4 separate regions of the Zea mays genome follow, and all the other regions are linked to region 1. The links are chromatin contacts, called in public Hi-C maps. All regions are on one chromosome and are shown on one strand. The core of a region is the stretch at or near the end of the contact, and the rest is flanking DNA. Distances in the headings are between cores, read along the strand shown.

The links. Hi-C and Micro-C count contacts between places; a contact is called where the count stands out from the background.
Region 2: a Hi-C map of leaf shows a contact between it and region 1, with 7 times the contacts expected there. The contact joins the promoter of LOC103642022 here to the promoter of LOC103642018 in region 1. A contact is called at or near these places in 3 of 25 Hi-C or Micro-C datasets (ear, leaf and tassel).
Region 3: a contact with region 1 is called in a Hi-C map of tassel, with 2.2 times the contacts expected there. The contact joins the promoter of LOC100272296 here to the promoter of LOC103642018 in region 1. A contact is called at or near these places in 3 of 25 Hi-C or Micro-C datasets (ear, leaf and tassel).
Region 4: a Hi-C map of tassel shows a contact between it and region 1, with 2.8 times the contacts expected there. The contact joins the promoter of LOC103642019 here to the promoter of LOC103642018 in region 1. A contact is called at or near these places in 4 of 25 Hi-C or Micro-C datasets (bundle sheath, ear, leaf and 1 more).

What each region holds. Positions count from the first base shown.
Region 1 is chr10:142,641,783-142,644,482 of Zm-B73-REFERENCE-NAM-5.0, forward strand. It overlaps LOC103642018, which reads right to left and starts at 1,426. Exons shown (of 1, transcript XM_020545669.2): 1 at 1-1,426. It overlaps LOC100192766, which reads right to left. Exons shown (of 12, transcript NM_001137962.1): 5 at 2,496-2,618; 6 at 2,278-2,340; 7 at 2,100-2,193; 8 at 1,618-1,663; 9 at 1,431-1,498.
Region 2 is chr10:142,891,804-142,894,503 of Zm-B73-REFERENCE-NAM-5.0, forward strand. LOC103642022 (protein NRT1/ PTR FAMILY 8.3) reads left to right here and starts at 1,373. Exons shown (of 4, transcript XM_008665334.4): 1 at 1,373-1,564; 2 at 1,681-1,771; 3 at 1,890-2,107; 4 at 2,211-2,700. The coding sequence starts at 1,508.
Region 3 is chr10:142,492,935-142,495,634 of Zm-B73-REFERENCE-NAM-5.0, forward strand. It overlaps LOC100272296, which reads right to left and starts at 1,331. Exons shown (of 6, transcript NM_001310031.1): 1 at 1,054-1,331; 2 at 528-696; 3 at 321-426; 4 at 123-222. The coding sequence starts at 651.
Region 4 is chr10:142,820,831-142,823,530 of Zm-B73-REFERENCE-NAM-5.0, forward strand. It overlaps LOC103642019 (probable WRKY transcription factor 35), which reads left to right and starts at 1,354. Exons shown (of 3, transcript XM_008665331.3): 1 at 1,354-2,700. The coding sequence starts at 2,375.

The DNA.
Region 1 (2,700 bases), core at 176-2,675:
CCAAAGCGACCGGTGCAGCTATGGTAACCAACTGTTTTTACTTATTAATTAAAATTAAGATACAAAACCAAACAGCAGAACTGTTAGCAATGTAAGGTCAAATTGCTTTATGTATGCTTGAATAGTATAAATAGGAGTGAACAGTTTCATAGAAAATATTTGTTACTTCCTCCGTTCCAAATTAGAGGATGTTTTGGATTTTCAATATTCGTAGTTTTTTGCTATGCACCTGGATAGATGTTATGCCTAGAACTATGTACCTAGAAATGCCAATACATCTGTATAATTTGAAATTTTGGAAAGCAGAGAGCACGGCATAAACCATTATTAGGATTTTAGGTACCTTGACAATTGAACCTTTCAGGTGAGTACATTACATGGAAGGTGAAGAAACGTTTGTTTCATCATTCCTTGGACATACTGATGAAGTTGTGGAGGAAAGAATTGCTGCTGATGATATTATTCTGGTGTAAGGCACAAAGAACACCAGCGCGGTCTGTACTTTTTCCATACGAACTTTACGCAAGTTTGCCATAAGAGGAACAAATTTAATTTGAAGATAATTGTGTAGTGCTTGATTTTCTTTTGTGCAGGTCTCTGTGATACTTAGAGACACAGATGACTACATGCTTGATGAGATGACCGATCCTTGCATGATGTTCTGTGCGTTGTGATGAGAACCTGGAAGCTACCACTTATGTATATCTATTGCTATTGAATCCAACAAACTCCTAAGTAGCCGCTGACCTTAGCCATAGGAAGTTGTGCATTTTCTTGATGGGGCGCCCGTAAGAGCGCCGCCTGTTCTAGTTCTTTTAGAAGGGCATAAAATTAATTAAATTTTGTCAAATTTCAGATTCAGACATTACAGAGGAAAAATGAGGTCTTCAACTGGCACATGACTGGCCATATCATTTAAAAGAGCATAAAATTAATCAACTTACTGAGTTATTTCAGGTTCAGACCTTGCAGAGGCATATGAAAGAACTTATTTCAGACCTTTTACAGAAAATTCTCAACTATAAGCACCAAGTAATGGAACCTAACTATATATACCTTATACCAATCATATGGGCAAGGGCCAGCCATCCAACAAGGTGCCACACACATGCCCGATTATCATTAATTGTTGTTTGTTTGGAATCCTATATCTGAAAATTAGGGAGTAATCTCTTGCGATCTATAGTGATCTTGTTTATTAGGAAGGTAGAAATCCATATAAAAGGGTAAGCCATCTATGGGTTATGATCAAGCAAAAATCAACCTGGTTTCTCCCCAAAAGTTCTGTAATCCCAATCTATGATTATCGATTTCTCCTTTTCCAGCAGCCAACATCACTGGCTATCTACGCAATGATGCTTACCCACATTACCCAAGCCAATAACAACTGATGACTTTGATTACAATAGATAAAGGAGTGGGAAACTTACGTTAATGATTTCCCATGAAATACAATTGGTGGAGCAATGGCAGCAATTATGCAAAAACCAATGTGGATCTGCACCAAACATAATTGCAAAAAATGACATCATCTGCGCTAAATGATAAGTGATAACTACTAAAGTAGTTGAACTGAAATGTTAATCATGCAAAATAAAGTTGCAAATTAGAACTTACCAGGTAACACAGGAAAAACCATCCAAAACTGAAAGCACTGTTAGTCCTGTTTATCAAGTTAATGAGTGTCAAATACAAAGCAGCATGCAGCAAAGCAAAGCCTTATAGATGTAAACATCTTGGCTCCAGAAATGTATATGAGTATATCATTACTATAGTCAAGTTCCCTTAACAATCTTATACTAGAATTCGCAGCCACACCAATGTTTTATGCCTAAATATAATAGGACAATACCATGCCCCAATAATTGGTACAAGAAAACAGTAACTACACTTCCCAAGTCCGCATATATTATATTTACATAAGAACTTGCTTTGCAATATGCACTGATGCAAAAGGCTCTATGATGTGCACATATTAATTTACACTAGAACATGCTTTGCAATATGCACTGATGAAAAGGCTCTAGGATGGGCACATATAAAACGTATATGACGCGAAATTATCCACAGTAAAGAGTTCAAAAATGGTCACAGCATACCTCATTGCACGGTAGAGTGGCCTGTACCATATCAAATATGACAGAGGAATTCCAAGCAAAGCATAGATTGTTGCAAGGAAAAACAACTTTGAATCTGCAAGCATAAGATATGCCTACTATTTAATGCAAGCACAATGTATAGAGTACACCAGCATTTGCAGATAACCATGAAACCCACCTCCCTCCTTGATCCAGCAGACTATGACAGCAACGAAGTTCCAGGACAAACAAAGCACAATTCCTGCAATTTATATTAACACAACAAAAAGGATGACCAATCACTGCTAGCCACCTTCAAAATACAGCATAGTATCTAGTAGACTTGTAGTCCTAATTGCCTGATTCTGCACCCCCCCACCCACCTAAATAGAAAATGACTTGCTACTACTAACATACCAAGCCAGCTTGCAAATGCAAGATACTGCAACTTCTGCACATTTGCTGGTATCTCATTGGCAATATCATGGTGGATGATGGGGAAGAATGGTGGCCAGTTCTTCTCCTCCATTGGCACGCCAGCTGCACCAAGCAAAATGGGAGGAAATATAGTGACGACTCAAGCACCGGTCACAATCAGACACCAGAAAGAAAATATAGTCAC
Region 2 (2,700 bases), core at 123-2,622, 250 kb after region 1:
AACGACGAAGGACCTTCTCAATATAATTCTTCTGGCTCAAGTACAGCAGTCCAGACTTCCTATCCCTGACTATCTCTATGCCAAGGATTTTCTTTGCAGCACCCAGATCCTTCATATCAAATTCGCTACTAAGTTGTTGCCTTTAAAGCAGTGATTTCCTTCATGCTCTTGGCAGCAATCAACATGTCATCAACATATAGTAGCAAATATGTAGGTGATCCATCGCTGCGCTCCGGTCCAAGCCTCCCGGCGACGGGCCTCCGCTTTGCTCGCCAACTTGGCTGCCTTCTTCAGAATTTGGATCACAAACTCAACACGTGCAAGCAAAAAAACCTTTAGTCCAGACCTAAAATATTGTGGTATTAATAAAATCATGGTTTAAAAGGCATAATTTTTAGATATGCTCTCAAACGTCTTTTGGTCCAAAATACTATGGTGTGCTCTAATACCACGGTATTATCTTGGGACTAAGGAAATAATGGGTTTCTAAACAGGCCATGAGAGTCAAACGACTTGCTGCTGTGTGCTAGGCGGAAAGCAAATCGAACTAGTAGTGTCAGCTACTGTGAACGCCGGGAAAGAAGAGATGTCCGCGGAAAGAAGCGACACGGTCTCACCTGCAATGTTGGAGTTTGACCGTTATCCTATCTAGGCGGCAGCTGATGCTAAACTGTTAGTAGCGGACACGTTCTTGCACTCCTGGCAGCATGACTGGGCATGCGTAGCATCCTATTTGCATCGCTACTGGAAGTCTCAAAGTATGATGCTTGCATGACACTACCTGTCCTGTCAGTATAAGCAAACTAGGACGGGCCCGGCCGGGGGCAATTCTTCGAAGACAGAGTCAATGGTAACTCTAGTCAGGGTGGAGCTGAAGGCCACTGATTCTTGAACGTTTGTCAGAAGACACATCTTGCCGTCTCAGAAAACTGCAGGGGTGAATCCCCCCTGGTGCTAGCTAAGATCCATGCACGATGCGCCACCGGTCGACGACAGTGAGCACGGCCGTTGAGTGCATGGGCTAGTAGCGCCGATCAGGTAAATTAGGCACGATACGCTTCGCAGAAAGATCGGAGCAGTAGGCAGGAGGTTAGAAAAAGGTTACCGCGGTGACACGCCGTCGGGTACGGGGGAAGTGCAGATTGCATGGCGTGTCTTCAGAGCCGCCAACTCTAATAAAATGGCAATATGCTGCTTTGAATTGATCTCGCCCGAGTACAGAGAGAGTGTCACGCCGCTGGGGACGTCAGGGTCCGTGACGCCCGCCGCTTTTACCAGCTCCATCTCCCTGTCGCGTGCGTGCCGCTCGAGGGTGGCCGGTGGCCGCGTATATATAAAGCTGCGCTGCTTGCGCTCTCGTTCATTCATTCCCATCCCAGGCTCAGGTCTCCGAGCACGGCACACGACCAGTGAAGCCGCCCGCTCCGCGGCTTGCGAGCAAAAAGCAGGAGCTGGTAGCTTCTTGTAGCTCGTGGCCGGTAGCTTCTTTTAACAGCTGCAGCGGCAAATGGACGCCGGCGACGCCATGGAAAAGGGCCAGCGCTCGTCATCGCGGCTGCCAGAGGTACGCCGTACGCGCTAGCTCCAGGAGCTCCTATTCATTTTCATTGTCCAGTGAAGTAACATATACAGAAGCGTCCCCGCTTCCGTTTGACCGTTTGTACGCGCAACATATTGCAGAGGGGGGCTCCAAAGATTCAGGAGGAAAGCCTCACGGTGCCACTCATTCAGAACAAGAAAACCGGGAGCAAAGCACCGGCGGTGGTTCTAGGTGAGCTCTCCCTCTTCAGAGTTCAGACAGAGCCACCGAGACTGCTACTCTAGTTTCGACCTTTCTCTAGCTAGTATTAATACTAGCTGACAGACTGAACACCGAACGTCTTCTCCAGGATTCGAGTGCCTGGAGAGCACGGCGTTCAATGGCATCGGCACGAACCTGGTGGTGTACCTAGAGACCGTCCTGCACGGCAGCAACGTAGCCAGTGCGTCCAGCGTCACCTCGTGGTTCGGCACCAGCTACCTGACCCCGATCTTCGCCGCCATCGTCGCGGACACGTTTTGGGGCAACTACAACACCATCCTCGTCTCGCTCCTCGTCTACCTTCTTGTGAGCATATATTACTGCTATTTTTTTTCGATTCCAAATCCTAATCATCAAGCGAGCATATGCTTAAGCTTAGCTCTTTGCGATCTGGTCGGCGCGGCCGCAGGGCATGATGCTCGTCACCTTCTCGGCGTTCCTGCCGGCCACCGAGCTCTGCGGAGTCGGGCCCTGGTGCCACCCCATGCTCGGCTCGCGGAACGTGGCGTTATTCCTCGGCCTCTACCTCGTGGCCTTCGGCAGCGGCGGCGTGCGCGCGGCGCTGCTGCCGTTCGGCGCGGACCAGTTCGACGGCGACAACGCCGTGGACCGGGAGCGCAGGATGTCCTTCTTCAGCTGGTACTACATCTGCGTCGACTTCGGCATGATCGTCTCGGGCGTCTTCATCGTGTGGGTCCAGCAGAACGTCAGCTGGGGCCTCGGCTTCGGCATCGCCACCGCCTGCATCGCCCTCGCCTTCGGCGGATTCGTGCTCGCCACGCCCATGTACAAGCGCCGGATGCCCACCGGCACGCCGCTCAAGAGCCTGGGCCAGGTCGTGGTCGCCGCGCTCAGGAAGGCCAGCCTCAGAGTCCCCGCGGACGCCAGCCTCCTCTACG
Region 3 (2,700 bases), core at 81-2,580, 150 kb before region 1:
CCTAATGAAAAAATATGAATGACATGCCTACACAGATTTTTAGAACTTGCTAAACTGTGCAATGATGATAACATATCAAACCCCTCTGGAAAAATGTTTCAAGCTCCACAATGACAACAAACCTTGTAACGAGGAGGGAGACTCCGTACAAGTTTCACGCGTATGCAAAGGCCAATAATAGTTGCCATACTGCAGTGCTCCACTGTTGGGGTGAATGTAACCCTGATGCAAAGCAAATATGAATCTAAATAAGGAGTTTCATTAACATTCTTGAATTGCACATACGAAAAAACAAGGAATCTAGAAATATGAGAGCTTACCTGACATAATTACTTTCATCATTGAGTTCAATTGAATCTTCAGTCACCACATTCAGCTGTTCCAGTGAGTACGGGTGCTCTGGATCCTTTATATCTCTAATGTGATGTAAGAACAATAAGGACCACAATTAAATGGCTAGGATAGAGAACTCAGATAAATAGAACAGCAATCTTCACTACATTTGAAGAAATCATTAAGAAGGATATCAAATATTTCCAGCTGATCTATGGGCTCTGCTGCATTTTCATCTGTGGTCTCTGGTGCCTGTCTGGCACGCCTCTCTTTTTTCTCATGGATTATAGGATTAGCATTAATCAACCCCATAGCCATTACTGTAAAATGAATGCAGTAACTTTTGACGAGAAAGAAAAATTCCTGCAAGTCACAAATGAAAATGTGTTAGCAACAGTATTTTGCTTAAATTGCACGACCAAGTTATACCGTAAAATGCTAATCCTAGTCGAACATTAATCACATCCACTTCTGATTATCCCCATTCGAACAACTCAATTGACCCCAAATCCCAAAACAGAGTACCCTAAGTGGTGTCACGGAGAAAGGGGCCTAGCTGAGATAGAAGCTACTCCTACTAGCTCTACTCCGTAGACCAAGAAAATCTCGATTCATGAATCATGACATGCTACTCCAAGGAAATTCAGAAGACGCTAGAAGCTACATAACCATCTGTTCCTGCATCTAAATAGGTTAATGGTGTCCATGGTAACAGCTCACCTCAGCGGTCCGGCGGACGGCGATTGGCCGGGCGGCTCGGCCTAAGCCCTTGAATAGTCACACAGGTGGAGGGTGTGGCTGTGAGTGTGCGGGGTCGCCGTCCAGGCGTCGCCTCCAGTAGCGCTAGCCGTCCGTGGAGAACGGGAGAGGCCCGGCCGTCTACTCGACTTCGCGCCCTCCTAGCGCTGGTGACCTGGCTCTAAACCTAGAACGACGGCAGACGGCGAGCGAGCGAGCAAGGCGCACGCGTCGTCGACTTTTGCGTCGGGAAAGACGACTCGGCCGTGTCTTTCTGGTGCTACAAGTGATCCATTCCAACTTCTCTATAGTCTCTTGTGGGCCTTACAGGCAGTGTTGGGCCTCCTCGCATACATTGCTTGGTGGCGAGCTGCGACCCGGATCGCGACCGAGGAAATCGATCCATCGTTGTTCGGTTGCAGCGAATATGTTGGTTGCCTGTCTTATTCTTTTTATCCATTTAATATGGGTCTACGTCTCTTCACGACTTTCTACTTTTTATCTGTATTTATGATTTAGTGTCTCAGAGTTATATCATATATTTTCTAGTTAGGTTTTATTTAGAAAACTGAACCACAGGCTTAGAGTTGTACATGCTCTAATTAATACTCCATCTATACCAAAATATCAGTCGTTTTAGTATTTTTATAGATTCATACAATATTTAAGATGTTGGGAATAGTCCCACATTGTGAGTTGTCGGCAAGCATAGATTATATGGTTGAGGGTAGGAACCTCTAATGGACTAACTTTTTGGGGGAGTGTTGTCCAACAGACCTAAAACCCGTTGCTATGCGTGCGGACGCATGTGTCGCGGGCCAACGGCCTAGGTGGGCGCGCCGTGTGTGCGGGCGGCCTGACGGAAACGCCATGTGTCAGCGGTCTGCTTTCAGGGAATAATCTTACATTGTGAGCTGTGGATGGACAATCATGATTTATATGGTTCAAGATAGAAATCCTTAATGGGCTAGCTTTTTTGTGGGTGGAGAGAGTGTTGACCCAACAGACCTAAAATTGTTGCTATGCATGCGGGCGCATGTGTCATGGCCTGACGACCTAGGTGGGGCACATCGTGTGTGCGGGTGATAGTATGTCAGCGGTTCGGTTCCAACATAAGAAGCTCAATTTCAATGTATGTTATATATATATATATATATATATATATATATAATATTGTCGTTTATTTGAATATAGACATAAAATTAACATCTAAAACGACTAATATTTTGAAATGGAGGAGTATTGTTGTGTTGTGGATCGAAACGTAAGGGATAGAATCGGGCTTGATTATTTGACTGGACTTGAGATCAACTCAACATGAGGAATCTATCCTTGTATCAAGAAATCTACAAAGTTCATAACACCGCTTTGAGTGCACAGCTTGCACTGGTACAAAATTAGAGGAATGCACTAGAAAAGATCAACATTGTTTGCTTGATGGAAATCGTTTTCAGGTAATTCTCGTAGGCATCCAGTGCGAGCATGAGCGAAACTTTAGTTCAGTGACAGCTTTGTCTACTTTAGGGTAGGACGTACGTAGGTCCGAGTGAGTCATTGTTTGTTGTAAATAGTAGAATCTAAATTTTTACAATAAAATTATCTGCTCATCCTCACTTAGATGTCACTTCT
Region 4 (2,700 bases), core at 104-2,603, 180 kb after region 1:
TGTGCAAGGGTAGCAGGTGGGCTTCGGGAGAGATGTATTATATGTTTTTACTATAATAGATGTAGACATAAACACACATGTGGTGTAGTGGTAGCTACAAACACATTTATTTGAGAGGTCGCGGGTTCGAATCCTCTTGGAGCCTGTTTTTTTAATTTAATTTTAGCTAGGCGTGGGATGCACGTGGGAATGAGAATAGGCTTTGTGGGAGGGAGAATGAGAAAGACACGTGATAGCCGAGAATGGTGAATGGGCTTTGCAGGGAGGGGGAATGAGAAAGACAGGCAGCTGGGAATGGGAATGGGCTTTGCAGTGAGGACGGAATGGGGCAGCCTACCCCTTACCGTCTTAATAGGTAGTAGAGATTTTGTCCGTATTTCATACTACTCTAAATTCCTAACTTTAAAGAAGTATTCTGTCATCATCAGCAAAGTTCTATACCCTATATTTATAATTCTATATAGTCATATTTACTCAATATCTAAACTCTATACCAACTACTGTACATTATATCATTTCTTTCTAACTCTATTCTTTCTCCACCCAACAAAAACCTCTTCTTTCTCTCCTCCACGTTCCTGGTAGGTGCATGAACTGTGCGGCAATTTTCCGGTACAAGCAGCATGTACTCTAGAAATAGCGTTGGTGCTTCCCTTCTTAAATTTAGAGTACCCTAAACAGTTTACCGCTGTGACAGTTTTCTACTATATGCTTAATTCCATCTTGATAGCGTACCGGTTAGAGAGTTAATCACTGCGGATACCATCATCATTGGCACGCCGTACAAAAAGCACGCCTCGGTGCGTAGCATAGAAGACAAAGGCATGCCATTTCAGATCATAGTACTCGGCACACATGCATGCGCTTGTACATGTCCTGTGGTTAAACGACCAAAAGTACACACAACTATGCGGCCACACTGTTGCCGCCGCATATGGCAGCTCGCATACGCATTCCGTCCCGGCCGGCTGGGGGGGCCCCTGCTGATACGATGCTGATATATTATAGACACAACGACACACAATCCATGCAATCATGGACTGTTTCCACATGAATAAACACCAGTAAAATAAGTAAGTAACTGCATATATGCTCTGTTGATGGCATGCATATTATATAGTACACAGTCACAACGGAAACATGGTGTAAATTCTTGTGTGTGCACCAGACTCCAGACCGTGCGTGACGATCAAATCGATCGGGTCGCCATGAAGAAGGCCTGCCTGTCTGAGCCGGAATAACAAAAGTGTTTCATCAAGTTGGTTGCGTGAGCGGCGGACTCGGTCGTTCCGTCCGTCCGTGCTCCGTGGGTTAATAAGAAGAGGACTGAGGAGACAGGCCAGGAGGAGGGGCCCCGGGGTCGGCTCCAGTTTTTTTTTTTTTTTCACCGTGCGTGCATGTGCATGGTTGCACTGCATCTGCATGGCATGCGGCCCGGTGGCCGGCAATCCTTTTTACCAGGCGACAAGCGCCCGACGCGGCCATGCCGCCTTGCGTATGGAGGTGGCACACTGGCCGCGCGCGGCCTCCCCCACCTCGCCCGTATATGCCCTTCAAAAGGTCAGCCTCTGTCCGTCCGTCGGTCAATCGTCCGCCGCAGGAGGGAGGGCCGGAGGGCCAGCCCCGGCCAGCATATGCGTATGCATGCATGCACACACATCGTCGCCAGAAGAAAACAATACGAAGAAAACCACACAAACCCATCACTCTCGCCGTCCTGTCCCTCTCTTGATATGACTGTCTCTCTCTCTCTCATCTGCCCTCACATACTTCTTTATTGTCCTCTCTTGGAAGCCAACTCAAGTTACCCCATCTCTCTCCCTCCTTTCGTTTCTCCTCACCGTAACCGTGTTCCGTGTGTATTCTCTCGTCTCTCCTGGTGCTTGCTTGGTGCTAAGAAAAGATAACTCCCTTTCCGCAGCCCCATATCTCACATCCTGCTTCCCCTCCACCCGGCCTACCTCCTTTTTTGTCCCCCACAAAAGCAAGAACAAGCTTGCTGGATTGCTTGCTACTAGCTAGCTACCCTCCAAGCAGATCGAGCGAACCTGACCCTTCAAAAGATCGTTGTACGTCCTTCTTCTGCCCTAGCCTTCTTCAATCTCCTTGGTGCCTGCCAAGTTGCCAACACCTGCATGCACCCAACAAGCTGTGTGCTTCCTGTGCGCCACCGCCACACGGGTCTTGGCTAGCTAGCCTTATTAGCTTGCTTGGTGCCGCCGGCCAGTTGATTGGAAAGGAGCAAGAGAATTATTGAGCAGTTGGCATCAACCGCGTCCCTGCAGAAACTATAGAGGCAGCAGCGACCGGCGAGCTAGAGCGAGGGATCGGCAACGGCCGCCCTAGCTGCCAGCCGCGCTCGGTACGTACAGCCATGTGCGACTTCTTCCTTCCGCGGATGGAGGGCGACCAGGCCGGCGGTGGCGACCTTACCGACATCGTCCGGTCCGGCGGGGCCGTCCCTAGCAGCGCCGCCGAGGCCACGGCGAGGGATGAGTGGCAGCTCCACCAGGGGGAGCCGCCGATGCTCTTCCCGCCGCTTCCCTCGTCGACGGCGACGGCATCGGAAGCAGGCTGCGCCGCAGGGAGCACCGGCGCTAACGTCTTCGGCGCCGACGACCCTTTCTCCGGCCTCGTGGACCCGTTCTGTACCGACTACTACTCCTCATGCGCCGACTTCTTGGACGCCACCATGCCGGA